Regions from separate parts of the Bombyx mori genome. Here region 1 is linked to region 2. Evidence: chromatin contacts called from public Hi-C data. All regions are on one chromosome and are shown on one strand. The core of a region is the stretch at or near the end of the contact, and the rest is flanking DNA. Distances in the headings are between cores, read along the strand shown.

Region 1 (2,700 bases), core at 4-2,503, 41 kb before region 2:
CGCCTATTTCCGCCGTGAAGCAGTAATGCGTTTCGGTTCGAAGGGTAGCCGTTGTAACTATACTGAGACATTAGAACTTATATCTCGAGGTGGGTGGCGCATTTATATTGTAGATGTCTATGGGCTCCAGTAACCACTTAACATCAGGTGGGCTATGAGCTCGTCCACACATCTAAGCAATAAAAAATACATAAAAAAAACATTACTAGAATATTCGAATTTCTAATACGAAAATAATGTACAATGACAGATTGATTTCGATCGAAAAAATATATTTTAATTTACCTATAATAACCTCACTAATAAAATGAAAATGAATTTGGTGGTAGAGCGCCTTGTGCCTATTTATACCGCAAAGTAATCATGAATTTTACAGTAGAAATTGAATAGTAAGAATTTGTTATTTTGTCACCTACTAAAAAACCCGCTAAATTCGATTGGATTATAATGTATTATGTCAGTTAACTTGGTTATTTATAAATCGATTTCGATTGAAATGGATATACTTTCAGATTAACTCCACAATAAATTTTAGCAAGATCATTTCGATGATTTGATTTTTAAACTAAAGTTAACTTAACTGAATTTAAGCTGAACTGAGACTGAAAAAAAAAATTTACAAGTTTCAAGTTTGATTCTTGTGTTTTATTTATGAAATTTGTTTTTTTTTGTTTTTTTATTATTATTGTAACTTATACGTGTATTATATATGTATTCTTATATAGTTATTATATATTATGTATTATATACTTATACTTGGGGGCATTTAATTTAATAACACCATAATCCATACCTCATCAAATTAGTAAAAAAATGAGGACACTACAATAATACTATATTGACTACCGATTGTAATTAAAACAGAATTATTGTTATAGTATAAATATGTGTCCGTAGAACTAAAATACACACATAATTAATTTAGAATACGTCATACAGACTCGTAACAAAAAAAATCAAGGCTATGAAAATTCTTCTCTTACATAATAATTATAAATCAAATACGTAATATAGAATTATGATTAGGTTTTAGGTTGTTTTTTTGGCGTGATAAAGACCATGATATTGCAACGCTATTCAATATTCGAAACTATAATCTAGTTATCGGATTAGAAAGTTCAAAAATTTCACAGAAATAATTCTAAATAAACGTCAATGATAATTATTCCATTATCCTAGATAAAGTTGATAAGCGCACAGAAGTTAGGAATGCTTACGTCTCGTGTTGTAAGGAGCTCGTACGAAATGGATATAACGGTCATCGACCTCGCCGATAAGACAGCAAGCGAATTGTATTGCCCGTGTTACATTGTACGTAAGTGACCACTTGATGAACTAACTAAACTATCAATATATTATATGTCCGATAATAATAGCATTAAGTCTGTGCACATGACGCGATGTTTCTGTCCGAAAAGTATTTATGTCTCTGTTTAACGCGAATATTGGAATAGGACAAAAAAAAGCTATCTATAAGGGTCTATATTATGTACAATCGCGCTAGTTAGACATTCGTGGAAATATATTATGAAACCAATCTTAGTGTTTTTATATGAATAAACTGTGCCATTTATCCAAAGCCTTCAGAATACTATTTCTATTGTGTTTATTTTAATATTGTTGAATTATTTTTTTTAATTGCCTTTGTAGGCAGACGAGCATACGGCCCACCTGATGGTGAGTGGTTACCGTCGTCCATGGACTTCAGCAATGCCAGGGGCAGAGCCAAGCCGCTGCCTACCGCTTTTTTTGTGATTAGAACCATATTTTACTGTTACGGACAATTGCAACAATGCGAATTTAATGTATGATTACAAGTCACCAAGCGTTGCTAAAAACTTAATTTAAAAACACATTGTCCGTTGTTAACCAACCAGCAATCATCTATCTGTCTAATCGTCTATCTGTACAGTACATCATATTTAATAGTCTGCACTAAATCGGATTTGTTCGGAAGATCTAAATGACCTTGTCCAATTATAAAACAAAACACAAGGTTAAATAACCTTGTCAACTCAAGATACCGCAAACGTTCTCACCATTCATCGGCAGTACTCACTCAGAGTAAAGACTACAGACTACCTCATTATCAACGGGAACCTGATTCAGAAATATCGGAGATATCAGTAAACATTCAGAAACTTACTTATCGGTTTTTTTTTCTTTTTTTTTCCTATCTTAACTAATAGCCTTGAGAGGCTATTTCAGCGTAACCTTAACTAGTAGGTGAGTTCACGGGGCTCAAACCTGACGACGTTGCTGACACGAACCCTAGCAAGAGCCGTGCTTCGCAGAATCTACCACCGGATCGGAAACGCGACCCACTGAGAAAATTCGGCTAAAAACTCAGTGGACTGTCTGTGGGTTAATTTACTCGTCGAGCCCTTCGTCGCAAGCGATGCGGCGACGGGTGCGACGAGAACGATGCTTGAGGTACGTAAAAGCACCGTTAGTGGATTGCGAGGATTCGAGTTGACGTGTTTTGGGCGACGTTGACTGTTTTTCATTCTGTCCGTAGGATCGGGAATATTACTGTCAAACATAGAACCTCGGCTTTTTGTCGTCATTTAAAAAAGGTTATAAACTATGTTTATTTGCACAAAGGAGAAACCCCATTCTGGTCCTAAGCCTTACATGAATGGGATATGTACCAAAAAAATCGTCTATTTTGCTTGATTAACCTATTGAAATCTTAGCTAC
Region 2 (2,700 bases), core at 111-2,610:
AAATATTCTTCAAAACTAAATTAAAACAACACATGACGTCGAGTCTGGACGTCGAATTAAAACAATAAACAGTACTTTGAAGTTTTCGTGGCACATTTAAATTATTTTCTTCATTCATTTCAACTCAGCATATAATTAATTACCTTTATATTAAATCTAAATAATTTCAATATTTATAATACGCGGTTACGTTTATAATAAAATTATTTTTAAACTTCGAGTGTTAAGATATATAAGATAGATAATAATTTGATCAAAATATAAACGAATGTAATGGATCGTTAATTTCTCTTATTCTTGTTTATATTGATATTAATTATGAATAGGACCTTTCGTAATAACACCGAAGAACTACTATTAAAGCATCTAAGCTCGAATCTAAGCCTAAGAGATAACGTTAAGATATAGGTAGGTAGAGAGAGGATCTAGGTAAATCTAGGTAGAGAGAATTACCGATATCTAGAAGTAAAATGCAACAATAATGAAAATAAATAACAAACAACATAAACATTTTTACTTTGCAGCAGAGTTATAAACGAAAAATCCAATGCCTATTTAAATGAAGTCAAATAAGGGATAGTTATAGGTAACAACACTAGGTCTGATAAAAATTAAATGTTTTTATACATATTCTTGTTGCTTAGAATTAAAGTTAAGCTCTTGGGCCGCCTAATATGGTGTAGTTACTGCTCACAAATATCACGAGGTCTTGTTTATGGTAGTGGCATGGGCTGAGCGATAGTTACTGTTGTCGATGATACCAAATGACCATGGTGACCACAACATCAAGAAAGCGTATGCTCATCTCGATTCGAAATTTGTCTCGATGTAATGCTGATGATGATGGATGGATATGAAGGGCTGACGAAAAACAGTGAAGAGAACATAGATGGTATGTCATAAAAAAGAATACCTGATAACGCACTGTCAATGAGTGCAGTGATTAAATACTATTTTTTTTCCGGACTCCTGGTACAGACGGAAACATTTCAAACAATACTATTTTAGTATAAATAAATGTAATATAAATATAAAATATGTTTATCTGTAAAAATAGCTATCCAAACGTAGAATTTCTTGAGTTGCATTTAGTGGTAACTCAGTAAATAGCTATTCATTACATTCTATTGAAAGGAAATTTACGACTTGACATTAATTTAACTCACTCACCCGCAAATCCATATCACAGAACACTCACACACACATAGTCCAGCACAATTTTGTTTACTTTAAATAATAACACTACCGAAGTCTAATCGCGTGAATTCGGTGGACATTTATCGTTGTGGAAGCTATTCTTGTACAATACTGGGAGCCTTGGAATGTGCCGCACGTCGGAATCCGTTGCAGGATACAATCAGACTGACAGGAGTTTGAAGACGGGGTTTTTATTGGCGAGTACATCACAAAGTAAAGATTATCTTAATAGATTGGTAATCCTATTAACTTTTAATGAACATAAATATTTATTTGATTAAATGGGTTGGTAACGTTGGGCGATCGAAGCGAAGATAATATGCCTTTTATTCTAAGATAATTTAAATAAATTAAATAAAGGGCTCTCTGTATGTTACGAGCTCGAACTCTCTCCACGTTATCGCTCAGAGGTTAACGATTTTCGCATGGAAAAGTACTACGTATGTGATTACTTTTGCATTTGCGACAATCAAAACAATGTCACATTTATATATAAATAGTAGGTCGGACGTTTGATGCAGGGCGGATGCGCGGGCGCGGGAGGCAGGAGCCGCCTCGCATTACGTAAATTTGGCACAAGATTTTACATACATCTAAATTTGACCGGCACAATATAGCTGACCGCATTAAAACGCATGCAATGCGCGTCCTGCAAAATTGACGTCATTATTCTGTTTTATATTACAGCCTTATTCCAATAATGATTTACGACGATTAAGGCCGAATAAAGTTTTAATTCACTAGCTCTGAACACTACTTTTGTGATTACTGTCCCAGAAACTCTTGACGTTTTAGGGTAAACATTAAGGTAATATTGTTGTAAACAAACATGTTTATGGTATGTTTGTTTTCTAGATGAAAATATTAATTTCAACATCACGATTGTTCACAGTTCAAGATTATATTTTACAATGCTAAATTTTACACTAAAAATATTGTAGATTGAAAATCGATCAGACTGCCTCACTTATACGGCTCTAGTTACAAAGAGAAAGCCGTAAGAAAAACGAGTAACAGTTTAATATATGTATTATGTGTGTTCGATAATCCGTTAACTAAGCCATTATACAAGATTTTAAATGGGCTACATAAAACTAGTTATCAAAAGTTACAGATTTGAGAGTTCGTGTTTGTAATTTCTATTGAGTTCTCTTAACTACACAGTATCTTTAGTTACTTTTACATGTGAGTGACACTCTTAACATGTGAGTATTTTAAGCTTAAAAAATCGATTACCAGAAATATCGATTTTTTTATTATTGTTTCCAGTGAATATTCTGTGTCAGAAGTAATCGAGGTTAAGCAAGCGTGGAGACGTGATCGTGAAACGGAAACGGGCGCGTAGCAACACAATTTTTTTGTAATGCAGAGAGAGTAATTGACCCAGAAGCATTTCCAGCTTCACTAAGGCAGGTGGACGAGCATGGGCCCAGCCAGAAGAGTCTATATTTGCTAACAGCTGCCCGAACACCTACGAACAGACTTAACAGCTCAAAAACATCT

What was found. Hi-C and Micro-C count contacts between places; a contact is called where the count stands out from the background.
Region 1: a Hi-C map of whole pupa shows a contact between it and region 2, with 5 times the contacts expected there. The contact joins the enhancer-like site here to the promoter of LOC101745881 in region 2. A contact is called at or near these places in 3 of 7 Hi-C or Micro-C datasets (midgut and whole pupa).

The regions. Positions count from the first base shown.
Region 1 is chr11:11,063,709-11,066,408 of ASM3026992v2, reverse strand. The region is part of intron 1 of LOC101745881 (glycogen-binding subunit 76A); the gene reads right to left. Among protein-coding and RNA genes, the nearest start is that of LOC134199692, 4.4 kb to the right of the region's middle. Within about 2 kb of position 1,253, at least 6 of the 8 cell types and tissues checked have open chromatin away from gene starts, as enhancers often do.
Region 2 is chr11:11,022,334-11,025,033 of ASM3026992v2, reverse strand. It overlaps LOC101745881 (glycogen-binding subunit 76A), which reads right to left and starts at 1,360. Exons shown (of 2, transcript XM_004931479.5): 1 at 1,171-1,360. The coding sequence starts at 1,182. LOC119629104 (a long non-coding RNA gene) reads left to right here and starts at 1,255. Exons shown (of 2, transcript XR_005245182.2): 1 at 1,255-1,433; 2 at 2,467-2,700.